Regions from separate parts of the Cricetulus griseus genome. Here region 1 is linked to region 2. Evidence: chromatin contacts called from public Hi-C data. All regions are on one chromosome and are shown on one strand. Each heading gives the region's core, a stretch centred on a gene start, on an enhancer-like site or on the middle of the called end of the contact. The rest is flanking DNA. Distances are from core to core; before and after follow the strand shown. Region 1 overlaps Prdm2 (PR domain zinc finger protein 2). Region 2 holds the start of Prdm2 (PR domain zinc finger protein 2).

Evidence for each region. Hi-C and Micro-C count contacts between places; a contact is called where the count stands out from the background.
Region 1: a Hi-C map of fibroblasts shows a contact between it and region 2, with 1.5 times the contacts expected there. The contact joins the enhancer-like site here to the promoter of Prdm2 in region 2. A contact is called at or near these places in 2 of 8 Hi-C or Micro-C datasets (fibroblasts and liver).

The regions. Positions count from the first base shown.
Region 1 is chr2:10,047,737-10,054,777 of CriGri-PICRH-1.0, reverse strand. Prdm2 (PR domain zinc finger protein 2) reads right to left here. Exons shown (of 10, transcript XM_035439429.1): 6 at 3,982-4,108. Among named protein-coding and RNA genes, the nearest start is that of Prdm2, 49 kb to the right of the region's middle. Within about 2 kb of position 4,132, at least 6 of the 6 cell types and tissues checked have open chromatin away from gene starts, as enhancers often do. A contact at or near this core is called in fibroblasts, where this site is marked.
Region 2 is chr2:9,999,683-10,006,408 of CriGri-PICRH-1.0, reverse strand. It overlaps Prdm2 (PR domain zinc finger protein 2), which reads right to left and starts at 4,469. Exons shown (of 10, transcript XM_035439429.1): 1 at 4,359-4,469; 2 at 3,672-3,734.

The sequences.
Region 1 (7,041 bases), core at 2,883-5,382, 49 kb before region 2:
GAAGGCCGGACAGCAGTTGTGCCACGCTCCACTTCTCACCCACATTGATGTTACCAGGCCTTGCTCATCAAACGGACGGTCCATCACCCTAAAAGTCACCCTGTGAGAGACTGAGTTCTCTGCACATGGAACTTTGCAGCTTTCCTAACCTAACCTGAGCTGTTCAGCACCTGTGGGGAAGAATGTCAAATATGCTTCATTTCAAAACACTTGAGTGTTCTCCATTCACCAAGAGTTTTCATTTGAACAATTCTATGTGGGGACAGAAGAAGCCATTTCCTTCTTAACACTGGCCATAATGGCCATAATTTAAATGTCATGTAGTCATTGAAAGTCAACTAGATAACTAGATGAAGTTATCAAATGAAGGATTGAAAGGAACATAACCTGTGAGGCCCTGTGGACTACAGACTCAGTCTTCTTTACCATGCAGCTCTCTCATCCCATCCAAGGGACTGCTTGCTGCTATAAATAACTCTTCTCTCCTAACTTGCTGCAACAGTGAGGTCAGTAGGTTAGAGAGGCCTCTAATAAGGCTGAATGAGAGAGTGAGACTGGGCCTAGTGAGGATAATGGGGAAGAATCCAGTGCACATGTAGGCGGTCGTAAATATCCATTGGCTGAAGGAGTAGCAAACTCGGTTAAGTCCTCAACAAGAAACCCACACTAGAATGTGGCACTTGTAGTTTCCAAGTGTCTTCAAGCCTCAAAGCCCCGCCCCACCCCCTTGTTAACCCACCTGCTCCTCACAGTAACCAAGAGGTCAGGAGGCCAAAGTTCAAGTGACTTCACAATTCCCCGTTTTTAACGATGGAAAAGTGCACCTCTCAACAGTGTCAAGACTGGCCCACATCTGGCAGTGACCTAGGTGTCTCATGTTCCCCATTCCTTCCAGAAAGCCCTTCCTTCTGTGTAAGGCTACTGTTGCTCCTTCAGGTAGGGCCTTCTACACCCACGGCTACTGCAGTCAAGTTTCAGAAAAGCACTCACCAGAACTGGGTTTAGTGCAATGGCACACTGCTTGCTTATTAACACTACAAGTTCCTGGGTCTCATCTCCAGTGCCACTAAATAAGCAGAGAAAGATTCACCAACAGTCATTACTTAGGGCTAGCAGACTTAGTTTCATTTCTGTTGTGAATGGGGACAGAAATCAAGAAAGTGATAAAAATTCTAATTCTAAATGTGGCCTTTTCTCTGTTACATTATAGATTATACAGTTCATAGTAAAACAGCCAGAGACAGCCAACACTAAGCCTCCCACTTTCTACCCAAAAGCTTTAATCTGTCCCATCCAAGGCATTGCTGACACTCAATCTCACAGAGGCGTCTCAGACTTGCGTGATTCAGCACAAACACAAAGTTGAGACCTTAAAAAAAATCTCAGTAAAAACTACTTAGTCCCTGTACAACCATGGGAAAATTGCAAGCTCCTTGGTCAGGGACAATGTGAAGGGTTTCCTCAAAGCATTATGTACTGTTCTTTCTTTACACGTTGTTTGTTTACTGGGATTCTGTTCTGTTCTTTCTTTACACATTGTCTGAGTGTTTACTGGGGGCCAGCTACCTGCCGGCCACCCAAGTGCCTCACTGCCTGATGCACCCTCTTCCCCCAACTCGAGGGTGCAGGCACCTGGAGAATGACCGCTGCCTTTCTGTTCACCCAGGAAGTCCAGCACATGGCAAGGCTTAACAAACATTAGTGTCAGAAAGAGGGAAAGCAGAGAGGGTGCCAGTTTGTAACAGACATGGGAAACAGGGCTTTTCATTACCCAATACACCCAACAGTCCCTACAATCCACCAACAACCTGATGAGTCTGAAAGATTCCTCATGCAAGGCACAGATGTGGGCATAGCAGCTGTCATGCAGAGGAGCTGGGGTCCAGAACTGTGAAGAATCCAGTCCTTTGTTTCAACAGTTTGAGGTTGTGCCCAATGTCAATCTACCAGTCAGCTGTATGTCACCAACAAATAACCAGCACTGCCTCTGAGTCAGTTTACCCTTATTCTCTCTGACATCACTGCCAAAGAAACTATTAATCTAAATGCCTAAAGTCATACTGAGTTAACAATAAAAAGTTCTGCCTTCAGGTCTTCCCAGATGTTAAGTCAGACTTCACAGCACAGTTAAGAAAGGTTTGATTCTCTATACTCTCCTTAGGTCAAGGACAGCCAGCAGGCCTTTTCTGAAGTAAGCTGCCCAAAGCGGGATTCTAAGTATGAGCTTCACACAAGTCTTTTTTTTTTTTCTTTTTGGTTTTTTGAGGCAGGTTTCTCTGTAGCTTTGGAGCCTGTCCTGGAACTCGCTCTGTAGACCAGGCTGGTCTCAAACTCACAGAAATCTGCCTGCCTCTGCCTCTGCCTCCCGAGTGCTGGGATTAAGGGAGTGTGCCACCAACACCCAGCTCATGCAAGTCTTTTAATCAAAGTTCAAGAAGGACTCAGTGAGCTATCCGCTGTCCAGACTCTTTATCAGTATAATGAGGGGTAAGAAATACGGATTACCAAACAATATAAAAAACCAGCGATCTAGCCATGAAGCATTTAAGTCTGTGTACCCCTAATAAAACAAGGTTATAGTTCCATGTTTTTCCTCCACAGTAAACTAACTGAATAATACCTAAAGAAAAATAATAATGAAACAGGTTCTGAATACACACACCAAAGTTTACCACAAAGCAAAGTGAGAATCCCATCAAGCTACAGATCTAATTAAATGTCAGAATTTAGTGTCACAGTAAGAAAGTTCCCAGGTCCCCTAATTTTTGGACTCCACAAGTCATTGTTTATCTAGAGAGGCAGGTAGCATAATTCTTGTTACAAACAAAATGTAGACTAAGTATAGAAACAAGTCAAATAATGGCAGTGTAAACAAAATGTTATGCCTTGGCCCAACAAAATCTCAACACACAGTTAAAACACTTGGGGGAGGACTGGAATTTTCTAGACTCTTATCATCTGACCCAGAACCAAAGTATTTAATGAACTAAAGTAGTAAGTAAATCACCATCAATAAATAAAAAAAACATAGTCAGCAAGCGGCCCACTGGCCATCCTTGGGTGAGCCTATTTCACTTTGCTGTGAAATACATAGAGTATGAAACTGAAAAGTCACAATGAGCTCATCAAATATTGCTTGAGAGTTTTCCAAAACCCCGTTTATGCTTTTATTTATAGCCTCACTCCCACAACATACTTTGCAATGTTCCGGGAAAAGAACAGGCTTGTTCGGATTAAAAAACAATTTACTAAGATCTAAGGAAAGAGCAAAAAACAAAAAAAACAAAAACAAAAAAAACCCAATGTTCTTGTTTTAATAAAAAAAGACTGTATCCTGCCTTGGCCTGTTTTCAAACTAGGCTTAATAAGAGATTCCCAAATTCGCGTTAAAGTTTTTCTTAAAAATATTCCAGCGACGTATCTGCATGCCAGCTGGAAATATGATATAGCCATCCAAACTATTTTCCTAGCCACAAATTATCCCCTCCCTTTTATAAGTGTGACTACATTCTACCTTCTGTTCAAAACATCGTCTATCACTGAACTGGAAAGCTGGGGGCACGCAAGCCCCCTTAACTTCCACAAAGCCCACCGCCCTTGGCCCCCGGTGCACCCCATCTTTGTCTCTCCCAGGTCCCGCTCTCCCTTCCCCTCTCCCTCCTCCGCCGCGTCCTGCGCTGTCAGCGGAGCCGGAAGGCGCGGGCGGCCCTCCCTCGCGGCGCGGCCGGACGGCCCGATTCCGGGAGCAGGGCCGGGCCCGCACTCGGGGGCCGCACGCGCACTTCCCGCCGCGCGGGCGCTCAGGCTCAAGTTCGCAAACAGCCCGAGCGCGCCGAGATCGCCGTGATTCAGCAGCGGGCCGGGCGGGGACGGCGGACCGAGCCCGGAAAAGGTCACCGCGACGCCACGGGCAACGCCCGGCCTTCAACCCTTCCGCCCGCGCGGGTGCGGCCCGGGCCCGGCGGCGGCGGCGATTCCTACCTCTGCGGCTCTTCGGAGAGCTCCGCTTGCTCCGGGCGCTGGCTCGCTCTTCCTCAATCGCAGCTGCTATCTCGGGGTTGTCTTCCCCATTGTACCAGACCAGGAGCTCCTCTCCAGGCGCGATTGGCTACACAAGAGACGAGACAAGGGGCGAGCCAATCAGAGAGGCGGTTGTTGGCGGGGGCGGCGCAGCGACGGGCAGCAGCGGCGCGCCGACCGCAAACAGCTGTCGGGAAGGCGCCGCCGCCGCGGACGCGCAGGGAGGAGGCGGGGCCAGGGAGCGCGCAGGAAGGAGGCGGGCCCTGGGGCGCGCGCCCGGGCAGGAGGTGGAGCCGTCGCCCGGGCTTGCAGAAAACTTGGCTGACAGGGCCAAGGCAGGACACTCAGGGCAAGCAAGTGCCTGGCAGCTTGTCAGGGAGGCTCACAGGAGTGCGTGTACCGGCTCAGCCTCCATCACCAGATTCGTACAGCCAGCTACAAGCCTCATTCCACCCTCGCGAGACAGAAAATAAAACATGGGACCATTCTGCCCATGAAATTCGAGTGGATGAGAAATTTAAAGGGCCATTAAGAAGCAAATGGCATGGGAAGGAGTTAGCAGCATAGTTTCTAATTCCAAGCACAAATTAAGCAGGAACGCTCTGCACCTTTATCCATGCACACAGCCGCTATTTATAATTACAGAAGCGCTGAGCTCAGGCAGACCCTGACCTAGCATCCTCAAAGCAGTTACCAACCAGCTCAGGCCTGTGAAGACATAAAAGTATACATCACAATTTCTAGTTACAGAAATGCCTATGCTCCTAAAACATTAAATTTTTCACAATTGCTCCTGACACCATCATACAACTACACCTGAAGCATCATGAAGAAACACTTGGAGTGAAAAAGTGAGTCATAAACAGAACTGGGGAGGTCTGTTCAGAAAGTTCAAGTAAAACCCTATCTAAACCCACATGCTGGCAACAGATGACTGAAGGAAGATGGACAAAAGGGAATGTTCTCACTTAAAGTTGAACCAGTGGGAAAGAGGGAATTATAATAATCCATATCTCAATCATCGACACAGATTGATCCAGACAAAACTCCCAGTGGTCCTAACGGTATTAGGGTGAAAGTCTGAGAAGTTCCAGAACATTTGCCTCCTGTCAAAATCGTCTCCCCACAAACAGCTATCAGTCACAAAGGGAGAAAGTATCTTTATAATAAGTCAGATAGACACAGCACCTGCCTCCCGAGACTATGCACGGAGAGAGAAGAGGTCACTTCTGGGATGCCCAGAAGGCGTAAGTGGGATCTAATCAGAAGCCCAAATTCAGTCTCCTCAGCACTAAAATGTTGTCAAAGACCAAAGTACTGTCCAAGTGTGATGGCTAGTCTTGGCTGTCAACTTGACTCTATCTGGAATGAACTACACTCCAGACAGGGAGGACTCACTTTTGATCCCGATCTGGGCTGGAAGACCCACTCCTTTAGTCCAGAACCTAAGGTGGGAAGACACACCTTTAATCTGAACCACACCTTCTGCATGCTTGCCCTTGCTGTGTTAGCCCATCCCTTCACTGCATTAGAGCCTACTTTGGATGCCAGTATAGACAGAAAACCAGCTGAGACACCCAGCCTTGTAGGACTAAGCAACTACTAAATTCTTGGGATTTTTCCATTCACAGCTAGCCATTATTGTAAGTCAATCATACATACATACATACATACATACATACATACATATATATATATATATAGAGAGAGAGAGAGAGAGAGAGAGAGAGAGAGAGAGATTCATTCCATAAATTCTGTGAGTCTAGAGGACCCTGACTGATTCACCAAACCTAGGAGACAGATGAGCGCCAGAATTCTTTTCCTACAAGGACATGACTGCAACAACAGATACAATCTTGGCTGAGTGGACAGATCAGCTAATAAAATGCCACCTAGGTGCTGGCTGCCCGATGTGCCAGTGTACTGTGGCTATGTAAAAGTTTGTTTATTGTTTGTTTGGCTTTTTTGAGACAGGGTCTTACCATGCAGCCTGGGCTGGCCTGGAACTCTCTAGGTAGACCAGGCTGAACTGAGAGAGCCACCTGCCTCTACCTCCCAAGCACTGGCATTAAAGGTGTGTGCACTACTCAGCCCATTTTGTTTTAAAAAGGAAATTCCATTAGAGATGTTAGTTAAGAAACAAAATGGTCCATTACTTTCACAAGCTTCCAGTTTATATAGTAAGCATGACATTGTTTCACTGTCTACAGAATTCCCACTATTTCAAAATATTCAAGCTGTTTAAAATAAAAGAACCAGCCACTATTTACTTTGTTCCTCCAAAACAGCTAAAATTATGCCACTTTATTTTGAACCAATATCTCATATCCCTTCTTGTATCATTCAAACAAACTAAAAACCCTAATTTAACAATCCAGTAATGAGCTAAAACAGCCATTACAAATGCCTTTTGACACTCTGATAAACTAATCTATTTTGTTTGCTTTAAAATTAAACTTTTTAGAGCATGTAAATTTTAGTTCATTTCTCTTTTATTCGATATGCTTCTGAAATAGTATTGGAAATGATTAGGATTCTAGAAAATATAAAATTTTTAAAGTAAAGGGGAAATAGTGAGGATAGGTGTAATCTGAACACAGGCTAGAAGCCACCACCAGACACTCGGCCTCCAAGAACATCAACACAAACACCTGTTCCTAGCTCCTGTTTCCCTTTTACTGATCTGCGAGCATCGCAGGGCTAGCTGCACTTCACAAGGAAATGAATTAAACATCTGCTCAGGGCCAGGGATGAAGCTCAGTGCCCTGTTTTGACCTTCAACACCAATAGATGGAGAGGGTGGGAATCAATACAAGCTCCTGATAGAGAAGGATGCTCATGTGCATTCAAGTTATTCTCTATTGCAAAACAACCTAGAAGTTGTATACTGCAAATCAAATTTTAAAATAGTTTAAATGTTGATAGATGTGAAGGACTGAAGGGAAGCCTAGTTTGTTCAGTACTGACCAACTTTCAACACTGTCAGTGAGTAAGATGTTACTATATTATGGAGCTACATAC
Region 2 (6,726 bases), core at 3,220-5,719:
GTCTGAACACAGTCCCAGGAAATATGCAGGATTCATGCTCAAGTATATATAGGTTTGGGGAATCTCAAAATTCTTTTCAAATTATGAAAGCATCATTTAAATTAATTTCCCATGAGACTTTAATAGAAGTCTTAGAAAAATCTACATGTAAGTACACATAAAATGTATAGATTTTACCAATTTCCAGATGGGCTGCCACAGTAATCAAGCTAACATTTCCACTTAGCTTTACATATTTCAAACAAACTGTGCCAAGAAGTAATTCAGCTCTTTTAAAGCAAAGCCTAACATGTGATTTATTGCAAGGGCTACAAAATATTCTTTTCACCAAAATACCTGGCAAATACAGATTCAATGAAACTTTTTTATTGCACATCCCAAGGGGCTAGAAATGAGAACACAGTATAGGTATGACATGAACCAAGACTCCAAGCATAACTACTACTTTCATGGTATAATTAAGAAAAAAAATAAGCATTTACCATTGTAGTGACCAGGTTTACTATAAACAATGACTTTAACTCATGTTTCAAGGAGGTGGGAAAGTCCCTTTAAAAACAAATATTTAAATGATACAGCATCCACCGCACTGGGATTATTCAGATACTCCTGCAATTCAGAAAAACCACTTATTACCAAACATGGCTCCAATGGCAGGATTTTTTTTCAGTATGTTTTAACAGTGCGTTCTAACTAAATATCATTTTACAGCCAAAGACAAACTAAAAAGAACCACAAGCAGTACAATCTTTACTTAGAATGATTAAGGATGAAGATCTGGAGACATATTTTCTCCCCCATTGGAAAGTGCATTAATGGCATACTTCCCATGATGATCAATTAGCTGTCTGTCATTCAGTGTAATGCACTGAAGTCAGGTAAGCATCTTAGAAATAAGCTTTCTGTCCTTAGGACAAGTTTGTGTGCAGAACTCCAAACTGGTTGGGGTTTTTGTTTTTTTGTTTTGTTTTATTTTTAAGGAGGAAATAGAAAAGCAGATTTTAGTCAAAGTAAAGTTTGGCTTCCATTATCAATCTTCAAGGAGTTGCTTCAAGTCTCTTTTTCTATAAGAAAAGAGTTATTTCTGTGCTATTCAGTATAATAAGCCCAAATGCCTAAATTATTCACCATCCATCAACTGTATGCAAATTTATTTAAATTTCATAATGATTTAATCTACATAGTGGGACCTGCTGATCCCACATCATAAAAAATGTCATAATCTCCAGGCTATCTCACCCTACCATATCTCTTGCCACAAAACAACGCCAATGTTCAACTGCAGAACGTGAATCACAAAAGCAAAAAGGAATTTGAATAGGAAGTCCATCGCCTTCTTCAAGGTATAAACCATAACATCTATTCTTAAGAAGTTTTTAAGAAGCCATAACTGTTTCTGTGATTCAACCACACAACAAAGAAACTTTTCATTTAATGAGGTCATTGAGAGTCACACAATTTTGTCCCCCCCAATGGACATCTGGCAATGTCTACTGACTTCATGGCTTGTCACAACTGAGCAAGGAACTACTGGCACTTTGTGGGGTTGAGAAGCTGCTAAGCATTCCACCATGGACAAGAGAGATACCCTCAACAAAGATTAATGCAGTCCAAATGTCAACAGTACAGTAGCTGAAAAGCAGTGTTTTATGGGAACTAAATATGCTAAGACCACTAACAGACTCTGTAGCCTTCCCTGACCTGCCTAGGACATGACAGCAGGCACTGTGATTGCTGATGGACAGCAAACATATCATGAAGCACTAAGTGCATGGCAGCAGGAGCAGAAGTCACACCCAGCAGGTACTATCGGTCCCTCCGCATCCAGAATCACCTGCAGGTGCTCTCTGCATGCAAGTTTGACACATCCTCCTCAATGTCCACGCACTCTTTCCCTTCCCACTATGGAATTCTCTAGAGAACACTGCAGATTTGATGTTGGTTGGTCCCCCCCCCCTTGTACATGTATTAAAACTAATGCAGAGCTAGTTCAGAAGACATGAAAACAGTAAATAATCCAAGGTGCTTTGCACCCTGGAAACTATGATTTAACAGACCCTGAAAGGTTTCTAAGTCATATCTAAACATTCTGAAGAAATAGTCCCACAAATAAGCAAATAGCCAATGTAAAATAATCATCACAAGAAGCTATGTGCACATGCACATGAGCTACACAGATGCCACAAAGAAAACAGGGAGCTGAAATGGACTGTTACTTCTTAGAAAGGTAGCTGAAACAAACAAAAATGTGTAGTCAGATGCTAAAAAGCAGGTTTTCCAGTTTTCAAATCTTAGGTAACTACAGAATTTTAAAGTTCACCATAGAGAAAAAACTTACAAATTGTAACGAAAAGAACATGTCAAGCTTTAAAAGCCATACAGATCAATGTGGAATTGGTTGGCTAATGGTGGCCAATCCCAAGGTTATCAGACAGCCATTAAACATCAAATTGAAGAACAGTTAAAGACACAGATACGAACTTACAACAGCATAATGGAAGACAAGCTCCATGAATACACACAACGTATCAATTCTGTGTAAAACATAAAACAGAAGTGAATGTTTTCATAAATAAATATGTGTGCATAAAGAAATATAAGCAGGCACACCATGAGGGACTGGTGACAATCTGCTACAATGTTAACAATGGCTATCTGTGGAGGCGGAAGGTTATGGCTGGCTTCTATTCCTTCTTTGTGCTTTTCTCTCTTTCCCCACTGTCTTACAGTGAGACTGTTTTGCTGTTTTGTGCTTACAGAGCTAAGACATTATTACAAAGTTGCACCTCTTTATCTTGAGCACTGTGTAGAAAAACCTAAATGAAGCTAACTCTTCCATCAACAAACAGGAAACATTCATTGAGCATTATCATTGTATTCCTGGGTCTAAGAACTTTCCTAAATGAATGTATCAACGGTTTTAAAGACAAAAAAAAAAAAGAAAGAAAGAAAGAAAGAAAAGCCCTGTTGCTTCCAACAATGGATTTACAGCTCTATTCCCATGGCTTGAAATAAAGGGGAGCTTATAAAATGATCTATAAAGGTCTTCAAAGCTAAGCTGAAATTTCACATGGAAAAGATTTTTTTTTTAAACCGAGTAAAGCGTTTGTAAGAAAGCCTGGAAGGTGGCAGCTACATTCCATGTCAAAAACAGAAAAGAAAACAACAATAATATCTCAGCTCCTCCTTCATATCTGAATGCAAACTTCCTAAACCTCTTTTTTAATACCACCGTGGGCAGGACCCTCGAAACTGTAGTCCGTGCTTTGTAGGTAAAAGAACCCTGGTAGGTTCCCTTTGCTGTAAAATGTTATTTTAAACAATAACCCTGAAGTAAACAAAAACTTTGAGATACATTTTAGTCATGTTCTGGGCACATTTTGTTCTAGAGACAAACATTCCAGGGTTTGGTTAAAGGGGCCTAACGGTAAGGCACTGAGATTCAGCAAAAGAAGTCCACAGGTCAAATACACCCAAGTCCTCAATATATGAAACATGGGGCGGGGTGGGGGGGGGAATGGATCCCATTTCTCCAGGTGCAAAACTGCGTAGTAAGGGACAACGGGGTTTCCCGGTTATCTGCGGGTTTGTTCCCACTGCTCCAGGCCCGACCCAATGGTACCAGGCTTTGGGGCTGGTGCTTCACGCGTGGATCCTGGAAGAACACTGACCTGTCAGGTGAAATTTCGTGTCTCACTTGTCATCCACAGAGACATGGCAGACCGATCTTCGGACTAACCAAAAAAAAAAAAAATCGGTCACATGCATGTTGGTGCACACACCTGTGACACACGCACATACGCACCCGTGGGCCGATGGGAACACTCGGGGAGACCATTGCCAGGGTAACACCACCACCGCACGGAAACTACGCGGGGAAACAAACACAAAGACTCGAGAGAGACACACAACCAAGTCGGGGATGCGGATGCGCTCAGACACTCACTCAGCCGGGACACAAAAGAGCCGAGGCGAGGGGCGAGCGCAGCCCCCGCTGACGGGGACCGCCCGGGGCCCACGTGCGGACCCCGCCAGCCCCGCAGCCACGCACCCCGACGCCGCAGCTCCGCGCCGCGCCGCCACCCGCGGCGGCGGACCCCAAACTTGGCCGCGGGGACGCGAGAGCCGCAGGGCGGGCCTCGCGCCGCCGCCCGCCCGCAGGCGTCCGTCAGCTTTCGCCACCGGTCCCCGGCGGTTCCGAGGAAGCTCGGAGGGGGCGCGTCAGCCCGCCCCGCAGTCCCCGCGTCACCCGCCCGGGCGCCCCCGCCCCGCCGCCCCGCCGCCGCCGCCGCGCTCCTCACCGACACCAGAGGCGTCCCCCGAGGCCCGCCCGCCCCGGCTCCGCCGCCCGGGCTCACCAGAGAGCGAGGTGCCAGCGCCTCAGCGAGCCCAGAGACGCCGCCGCCGCCGTCGCCCCGGCGTCCGCGGCCGCGCCGCTGCCATCTTGGCTCCGGCCGGAAGTGACGTCGGCAGGGCGCCCGCAACCCCGACTCCCGACCCGATGCGAAGCTCGTGGCCCGCGACCCCTCCGGCCCCGACACGTCTACGCGGCGTGACCCTGACGGACTGTGTGGGCCTCGGTGTCTGTCAATCACCGCTTCGCCAGGGGCCCCGGAGCGTCGCCATTGCTGGGCCGGCTTGGCCGCGGAAGAGCTATGGCTGAGGGCTTCATGGTTGCTCAGGTGGCCAGGGCTGCTGGGCATGGTGGCGCACACTTTGATGCCCACACTCTTGAAGCAGAAGCAGGCAGACGCCTGTGAATCCGAGGCCAGGCTGATCTGCACAGTGAATTCCAGGACAGCCAGGACCACACCGTGAGATCTTGTCTCAAGCAAAGCAAGAGCAGAAGAAAGGGTCCACTGGGAAGGCCATTATACCTCTGTCAGGCACCGCTTAGGTTGTGTGCAAAGGACCAGGGCAGCCACATGCACTAAAATGAAACTCCAGCAAGGCAGGTGCACCTGGGTGGCTTTGTTCATCCCTTACCGGGGGCATTTGCCGACCGTGGGTCAAGGTCGGTGCCAGGGAGCTGTGGCACCTACCATGACCTTCACCTTGCCCTTGGGAACTGAGTCAATGTTTGCAGACAAGTTAGCAAATTGATGCCTGGACTATAGTTGGTGTGTGATGGAGATAGACTGGGTTGAACTAGAGAACACTTCTGGACATCCCCAGCAAAGAGGTTTAACAGGAGCATAGTTGTCTATCAATCTGAAGTTGTGGAGAGATACTGCCAGAGATGAAAGTTAGAGTTGTCACATCTAGATGGTACTTAAAGCCATGAGTACTTCGAGATAAAGCTATCTTCTGAGAAGAAAGGAAGAATCTAACTGTAGTGGGCCGTATTACTCCTTTGTGAAAGGATCTAGTCTGAAGAATAGATAACATATTATATTCCAATGTGTCTCCAAAACTTTGGAAAGAGCAGACATGTAGCAGGTCATTCTCTGTACCGCCAGCTCCCAAATAATGACATGGAAACTTGTTATTAATTATAAAAGTTCAGCCTTTAGCTTATTCTTGTCTCAACTAGGTCTTACAACTTAAGTTAACCCATTTATATTAATCGACATTCTGCCACATGGCATTACCTCTCTACCATCTTGCACCTCCTGTTTCTTCTCCATGTCTGGCCAGTAACTATGCCTTTCTCTTTCCCAGAGTCCTCTCTCCCGCACAAGTCCAGCCTAACCTCTTCCTGCCTAGCTATTGGCCGTTCAGCTTTTTATTACTCCAGTCACAACAAACACATCTTCACACAATGTGCAAATATCCCACAACATAGACAAGTTCATGGAATGTACTTGGAGTTTAGAAAACATGTCAGTCAACATGAATCTTGGGATATTCTTACTGTAAAGGATGGGTGACAGACATAGCTGATCATTTCATCAGTATTATTGACAAGTGAAGACAATGTCCAATGTCAAGGTCTTAAAAAGAACTGGGTCACCATAGAGCCCTTGGGAAAAGGAAATAAAACATCAAGTGTTTGCCTATTTCTCTCACTATCCAGGGAAGAGTTTGTAAACCTGAAAGATACATGCAAGCATGTCACTTGGATATATAGTATTGTGATACAGGCCACCATTGGACTTTTGCACTTTTTACTTGATTATTGCCTTACAGCTTAATCCATGCATCAAAGTCATCTGAGATGTCTGTGTGAGAAAAGGGGAGACCACCATCTCATCTACCACCGAACTGCCACACAAGTCATCAGTTTAAAAGAAAACCCATATATCACTGGCAAAAGGAAAATAGGGGACTATCAAGTCAAAAGTGGCATGGTAAAACCAGAGAGCATCATTCCAAGAGAAAGCTGACAAAGATGTCAGTGGCTGTCCTTCCTGTCTTTAATCTAAAATGACAATGTAATTTTTTTCCTGAAGCTACTGTTTCAGATTTGATGTCTTAAAACAGAAAATTAATCTCTCTTACAAATGTAGTGGCTGGACTCCAAAATCAGTATCAGTAAGCCAAAGCTAGAGTGTCAGCAGGACCATACTTTCCTCTGAGACCTCTAGAGAATACTGTTTTCCTTCTTCCAGCTTCTGGTGACTGCCAGCATTCCTTGGCTTGTGACCATGCCACTCAACTCTTCAAGGCCAGCATCTGCACACTCTCTGCCTCTATCTTCACACCACTCTTTCCTTTGTAGGTGTCAAATGTCTCTCTGTTCCTCCTTAAAGAATCCATACAGTTGCACTGAGGATCCCCAGATAA